2 separate regions of the Sus scrofa genome follow, and region 1 is linked to region 2. The links are chromatin contacts, called in public promoter capture Hi-C maps. All regions are on one chromosome and are shown on one strand. Each heading gives the region's core, a stretch centred on a gene start, on an enhancer-like site or on the middle of the called end of the contact. The rest is flanking DNA. Distances are from core to core; before and after follow the strand shown. Region 1 holds the start of PIK3R1 (phosphatidylinositol 3-kinase regulatory subunit alpha). Region 2 holds the start of CD180 (CD180 molecule).

What was found. Promoter capture Hi-C pulls out the DNA fragments that hold promoters and counts their contacts.
Region 1: a contact with region 2 is called in a promoter capture Hi-C map of liver, with 4 times the contacts expected there. The contact joins the promoter of PIK3R1 here to the promoter of CD180 in region 2. A contact is called at or near these places in 2 of 5 promoter capture datasets (fetal liver and liver) and 1 of 2 datasets of contacts at active chromatin or transcription factors (alveolar macrophages).

What each region holds. Positions count from the first base shown.
Region 1 is chr16:46,432,839-46,436,724 of Sscrofa11.1, reverse strand. PIK3R1 (phosphatidylinositol 3-kinase regulatory subunit alpha) reads right to left here and starts at 1,968. Exons shown (of 16, transcript XM_021076847.1): 1 at 1,715-1,968.
Region 2 is chr16:45,586,389-45,590,099 of Sscrofa11.1, reverse strand. It overlaps CD180 (CD180 molecule), which reads left to right and starts at 2,068. Exons shown (of 3, transcript NM_214357.1): 1 at 2,068-2,273. The coding sequence starts at 2,184.

The sequences.
Region 1 (3,886 bases), core at 719-3,218, 850 kb before region 2:
CACTGGCCTTTCCAGTTTAAACCTTGATTCTAAACCAAACTTTTGAGGACCCTCCCCCCAACACACACAGGGTATTTTCTTAGTAATGACCAAAGCACTTGCTTCCAAATGACTTAAGTTTTGTTCCCTAAGAAAACTACAATTCGCTGCCTTTTAAAAACTGTGTATTTCAAAAACAGTATCATCTATCAAAAAATTGTGGTCAGAAGGGTGCTTTTTTGCCTTTTTCAATGATAAAAGATGTTTGTGGCCTTCTTTGCTGAAGTCGCCAAATTCTCAATGATCTGTACAATGAGCCTGCTCCAGAACTAAACCTGTCTACCTACTCTGACCTTTTCAGGCTAATACCTAACCAGCTTTAAAGTTGCTGAAAGGCAGCACAAGCTAATGAAATATTCAAAAACCATTCCACATCCCGCCTGGGTCTCTAACTTTATGAATGTCCCGCCTAACAACTAAAACTCCAGCCTCACCAAACTGAAATGACAATCTTATGCTGCATTCAAAACCCGGAACTGCTTTATCCATTCGCACCTCGCAATGACTAGCAAAGAGGAAAAGAACCGAAAAAAAAAAAAAAAAAAAAAAACCCACCCTCACCCCGCCCCTGCTTCTAAAGTCATAAACTCCCCCAAATAAAGAGTATACTCATACTCAAGACACCAAGAGCGCTGCAGCTCCACCAAGGATTAACGGTAAAAGTGAGACCTTTCTGATATTAACTGCTCCCAGAAAAGCCAAATAATTTCCCCAAATCCAGTTCACACACATTGTGCGTTCAACACGTAACAGCCATTCCGCTCACACCCTTACATTTCAAGCTCGAATTCCGGTCACCAAAGTATATTTCTGCACTGGAGCGCTTGGCCTGAGCTTTCCTGTTCTCTTTGTCTTGTGATGTGTTGGGCAGTTTCTGGTCTTGGGAAGTGAGTGTGAGAGCTGTGGTTTCCAGACAATTCCCCACGATCTTTCAGCTCGGGCTTGCATGCTCCCTCTCTCTAGCCGGCTCCATATTGCTGGGCAGGTCCCAACAGTCTCGCTCCGCGCTACAAAAAGCTGGATTTCCGGGCTGTTCCAAGACCCCACTAAATCTGCCTCCAACAACCTGCTCAGGCCCGGCCCGCACCACACTCCGAGTTAGGGCCCCGGCGGCCAGCCTCCCCGAGGCGCACTTCCCCCACCCCGGAAGAGGAGGGAAGCAAACTTCGGAGGGCGGGGGCTGGGGGCGAGCTCCGGGGACCCTCGTCGCCCCGCCCGCCCGAGGAAAAGCGACCTGGGTGCAGCCAAAGGGCGCGGGGGCAGGCATCGCTCCTTCCCGCTAACGAAAGGCAGTGGTCGGGGCGCTCTCCGCTGCTGAAGGGCCCCGAAAAGCTGCAAGGCGACAGTGGGGACCCTCAGAAGTGTGCGGTGACGGAGGCACGGTGGCGGAAGCCCGAGTTCGCCTGCATCTCCGGGGACGAATGCGCCCGGCGGCATGCACAACCAACGAGGTGGCCGGGAGCACCCAAGACGCTGGCCGCGAGAGGGGCCCCCGGCTACCCGGCCAGCGGGAGATGCTGGCGGCAGGGAGGACGGCTGCCGGCCCGCTTTCCCCTGCTCGGCTCTGCAGAAGGAGAAGCGGCTGCTGGTGACAGGAAGAGAGCGGCGGTGGCCGCGCGCGCACGCACCGCCTCCCCCTCCCGAGCACACACCCGGACCCGCTGCCGCCGCCTACCTCCCCCGCCAGCCGGCTTCCTTCCTCTGCCCGGCCCGGGCTGCAGCGTCGGTTCTGGCGCGCACGTCTCCAACGCGTCCCTAACCGATTCCGACCCGCCAGCCGTTCTCGACTCGAGCTCGCTGTCTCCGACCCGCTCCCTGCTGCCCCAGCCGCGGCCGCTGCTTCCTCCAACTCCGCTCCAGCTGCTCGCGACTCCTCTCCGTGCGCCCGCAGTTCCAGCACCCGACTCAAGCTCCGCCTCCGGGTCCGCCCCACGGGGTCCGCCCCCCCGAGCCCGCGCCAACCAGCGCCCGCGTCTCTGCCCCTCTCTGCTGGCGCCGCGCCCGCGGCCGCTGCCATTCATAGTGCCGGCCTCTGAGCCCAGCGGCCAGCGGGCGGGGCTCCGGTCCGGCAGACCCTTCCTGCAGCCGGTGCTTGCCTTCCGCCCCCAGCCGCGGGGATGCCCCGGGCGGCAGGGCCGAGCGCTCTGGGTGTGCGCCCGCCGGGCGGGCCAGGCTACTGCCCGCCCGCGGCAGAACCGGCTGCTGGGCGTCTCCGGGACCGGAGGCGGCGGAGCTGGGGGAGGTCGAGGGCAAGTTCAGACTTAGAGGCTGCGTCTCTAATCCTAGAGTCTTGAAACAAACCCCTTTTGAGCCCCCTGCGCCCCAGCAGAACTGCTGGTTAGGGCAGGACTCGGATTCCAGGCTCAACCAAAGCGGGGAGGACCTGCAATTCCCGGCCTCGCCAGAGCGGCCTCAGGAGTGGGCGGAAAAACCACGCCACCCCGCATGGCTCCCGGGGGTGAAGGAGGGGTGAAAGGGTGAACCGGAGGGACGAGCGCCCGCAGCCTGCCCCGAACTCCAGGAGCCTGGCACCGCCGCCACCCGCAGTCAGGCGGGCCCGCCAGAAGGGCAGAGTTTTATGGGGAGGGCGCACGCTGGCTGATCCCTCCCAGTCCTCAGATGTCGGAGCAAAAGTAGGTCGCTCAGACAGATCGAGGACCCCCTGTTACTCGTGGAGTCGTAGGAGGAAGCTCACGTGAATTGTATGGCCCCTTAAATTTGTTAATTTTCAAATGCGGATTCTTCAGCTAATACTCATTACTTAAGTTGCACAAGAAAAATCTGATGTTGATTCAAACCTTCCTCTGACGGTAGGAGGAGATGCCAGCACCCTGTGTTCCTCTTTCGCCCATTAAAACCTGTTAAGAGTCCGCTTTTTAAAAAGCTTTTCCCAGATTCCTCTTTCTGCGGTTTTGAGGCCTGCAGCCGCCCAGCCTACTTGCCTTAAAGTCCTTTTCCCAATTTCCTTGCAAGATTTTTTTTTTTTAAACCAAGTATTTAGACTTTTGTCAAACTTTGAATTTGGTGGTTTATTCCTCTGGCGTTGGAAGTAGAGGAAAGAATATCCTGAAATTTATTGTCTGTCCTTAGGAAATATAATCATTCTTAAATGTGACTCACATTCTAACGGACAAGTTAGTTCTACTTTCGGTTATTCAGGCTCTGGCACTTTTGTTATTTCCACATGTTTCTTGAAGTGAAGATACAAAAACAGACACCTACCTATTTGTTTAAAAATCCATTTTATCTCAAAAGAAATATAGAGTTTACCAAACTTTATCATTCGCACCTACGTCTGAAACGGTACCATATATTGCTCGTCTGTAAATGAAATGTGTCTCACCCTGTGATAGAATTACTTTGATCCATTCCAATAAGCTGAAACACAACTGCTGTTATATTTGCTCTGTTTCCTTTAGGCTTGGGTCTGAAGAAACCTTACCAGCTGTCTCCTTTTGTTCACCATGAGTTCCTGGAAAGACACTTATGTACTGCTACTACAGGGTTCTATTCCCCTCAGCCTAAAAATAGCATGAAATCCTTAATCAAGCTTCCTTTTTTAGATAGACCTCAGCAGCTTGTTGACAGTATATGTTTTGTCTTTTTTTTTTTTTTTTTTTTTTTTGCCATTTCTTGGGCCACTCTCTCGGCATATGGAGGTTCCCAGGCTAGGTGTCTAATTGCAGTTGTAGCCGACAGCCTACGCCAGAGCCACAGCAACTCAGGATCCGAGCCACATCTGTGACCTACACCACAGCTCATGGCTCCTTGACCCACTGAGGGAGGCCAGGGATTGAACCCGTAACCTCATGCTTCCTAGTCGGATTCATTAACCACTGAGCTACGA
Region 2 (3,711 bases), core at 819-3,318:
TTCCAAACTCTAAAACCTATCTTCTCATCTGTTTGCAATAGTTTAAATTTTAATCTATTTCATATTTCAGGGTATTATGCCCTGAATATTTGATTTGAACGCTGTGGCAGAAGGTCACTCATATTCATTTATTTTCTTTTACTCTTATACACTTGCAGGGAGTCTCTTGAATCCATTATGCAAACACATGCAAATCATATGCAAATACCATGGCCTCAGATAATGACAAAATCTTATGGCCTTAACTGAGCCATCAAACTTTTCTTTAAGAAGGAAAGTAATATGCCTTTTGAATGTCTCTGGGGCCGAGACAATTTCCTGAGAGCGATATTTACATGATGTGGGAATTGGTTACTCAAAGGAGTCTTTACCTCACATTCTTCACATTTATGTAGAACTTTAAGGTTAAGAAAGCATTTTGATGCTCATAATTACCCTGTGAGGTTAGTGGAACAGGAATTCAAAGTCCTGTTCTATTATTCCACTGGGAAATAGACTCAGAGACGGGAAATGACTTGCCCAGGTTTGCTCCATCGTTAGTAACCACGGATCTGAGGCTTAGAAGCAGATCTTTTGGTGCAAGAACTCTTCGCACACACCGTGATGCAGGTCTTCTTTAAAGCAAGGTGGCCATCCTCAGTCTGGGTTTGCTTGGACTGCATTGTGCCAAAAGCATCTTCATAGGTGCTTTTGTGGATGAGAACAGCATTTTAAGGGTGACCAATAAAGTCTAATTATTTGTAAGAGCTCTAGCACAATGCCAAATACATAGTTTCTCCAAGCCCCTTTGCTTTTTCACATCTGCTCTAAATATCTCCTGGCAAAGACCTTTCTTCACCCTGTCCACGCTTCAGCTTTTCCAGGAGGCAAATTTTCTTCTTAAACTATGGAGAGTAGTAGCACCAGTTTCTGCAATGAGACTGTCTTGAGTCTGAAGCCCTAATTCACCACTTTTTATAAAATGAGGGAAATAGCAACACCTCATTGATAGAATAGGTGATAAGGAGATATACATAAAACATAAAACCAAACCTGCCCAGAGTCTGACACTTAGTAAGTGCTCACTAAACAGTAGATACTTTATTCTATCAGTGGGAGCAATATTGTAGTGCTTGCAGTAGTAATACCTCAAGGCCTTGTGAACTCTTATGCTAAGAAGTAAGTAGCCCTTGGCAATGGACCAGGAGGACAGGAATGCCAAGTATCTCCTATATGTCAAAGGGCTAGAGAACAGACAATGTCTGAGTTAGCTAAATTCAGCCCAGTGAGGAAGAGTGAACTTTAGTTTTCTTTAACCACCACCATTTCTTGCATCATAATGAGGGAAGTTACAATCCTGTTTCAAAGCTGTTTCTAAGACGTAAAGCCAAGGCTGACATTCTTAACTCTGCTTTCTCTTAGCCAGGCTTCTCTGTATGTGGCAGTGTCCTCTACTCCCCTGGGTCACCTTGGGAGGGGATAAGAGGGGAATTTCAGCCCAGCTACTCTAAAGTAACCAGAAAAGGCCTAAATCACAGGGTCAGCGGGCAGATTTGTCCTCCTGTATCAAGACCAGGGGTGGCTACTATGAATGTGGTCAAAGCAGCCACAGGGGTGCGAGGAGCAGCTTCGCTCCTTTTGGGGATGGCCCTTGTCCCTTCAGCTCGAATTTCCAGCTCCAGCAGGTGCCACTGCAGGGCACAGTCTTTCTATCTGCCCCCACAGAGTGCTCTGCCTTTCCAGTGTGCCCCAGCACCTCTCCTGTTCCCTCATTAGGTCTAACAAAGCGGCCTTCTTTGTGAGGACAGCCACCTGCTCCCATGGCTTCTCTGATGTAAAGGGACCAGAAGCTGTTGGAGCTGGCCAAACCCTTGCAGTTCACCTAGAGTCAGTAGGAACCACCAACCCAACAGTCCATGTAACCAGCCCAAGAGTCCTGCACAACTGACGCATGTTTGCCAGGAAATGCACTGAGCCATTCTGGAGCTGGGTCCTCAGCTATTTCGGGCAAGAATGAGTACTCTGCAAAAGGGACTTCCTCTTTTTTGAAACACAGAGCCACCAAGCGCAGAGCAGTCAACAGCATTTCTTGCTCCCTGAGCTTCTGTCTGGCTGCCAAATTACCAAGGCCATCCTAGCTCGATTTGATTTTTTTAGCTCCAGCATTAGCTAACCGTACTGAACTTAGTTGCTCGAGTCCTGTGATGGCTTCCCGAGTCAGCTGCTTCCTGTTGGCGGTGCTGTTTTGTGCCAGCTGTAAAGTCATCACCTCCTCAGATCTGATGTGCACTGAGGTGAGTCCAAACTGTTTGTCTTTGTTCAGATTAAACCACCTGGAAATGTTAAGATTCAGCATGCAGTGCTGTCTGAGCCTCGGCATTCCAATATCACTGTCTTTAAGAGGGCAACGAGGGGTGTAGAAGTTTTTCCTTACTGTGAAAAGGGAGCCACGGAACTCAGCCAGGAAGATGATCTCATAGATTCCTAGTAGGCAGAAATGAGATCTGTTCTCCTCCTCAAACCACCTCTCCCACCCCAGATAATCCCGGACAGGACAAAGGATAGCAACAGGGTTCCAGTGCAAAGAGCAGACCGCCAAACCTGCTCCCTAGCCTGTCCAATGGGCCAGCACATGGCCACGTTACCAAAGAGTCCTTCAGCTTCCTGGCATTCTGGATCGAGATCAGTAAAGACTACCTGTGCCAGGCTTAGAGCATATAAAGATCACTCGGAATGAGTCTGGCTTTCTCCTCAAGTTGGACAGTCCTCCATCTGTTTCACTAACCCACAGGAGTAACATCTGAGAGTAGAGCCAAACTGCACCTTCTGTTTTGGACCATAACAATATTTATCAACCTGTGGGATGTTCTTGGGGAGGGTGGAGAAAGAGAGAAAGGAAAAGGACTCATTCTCTTGCCACCTTCCATCACCTCTCATCCCAGCAGGGGTCCAGCACCATGGGGCCTATCAGAAAAAGACTTGGGACCAGAAGGACCATCTGTCCTGGTGGCTAGGTGGGCTGCTTTCCCAGATTGAGGCTGAATGGTGAAAAAAAGGCTGGGGTAGCATGATGGAGAAAAGCAGTGCTTTGGAGCCAGAGTCAGGAGAATAAGGGAGAGGGGGGCAAGGACCTGCCAGATAAGAGCAAGAACCAAAGCCAGGACTAGAAGAAGGCCTAGATGTGGAAAGCAACAGAACCTTGGTAGTCTGGCATTAGGATGGAATTAAGATGCGTGCTCAGACCAAGAGGAGGCACAATGCCCAGGGGCAATTGATCGGGCTGCTCTAACAACAAAGTACCAAAGACTAGGTGGCTTCAACAACGGAAACTTATTTATACAATCCTGGAGATCAAGGTGTTTGCAAGATTGGCAAGGTTGTTAGGGTTGGCTGCTTCTGAGGCCTCTCTCCCGGCTCGTTTATGGTGTTTTCTTCCCCCTGTAACTTTCCATCTTCTCTCCTTTGTATGCATCTGTGTCCAAATTTATTGTTATTGTAAAAACACCATCCATAACGGATTGGGGCCCACTCTAAATGACCTCATTTTAACTTAATTACCTCTTTGAAGACTCTATCTCTAAATAAAGTCTCATTTTGAGGTACTGCAGTTAAGACTTCAGCATATGAATTCAGGAGTATGGGGGACACAATACAGCCTACAACAGAAGGGGGCAAGTAAAAGATTTTTATCAGCCCCAGAAGGCTGCATCCTCTACACTCAGGTTGAAAAAT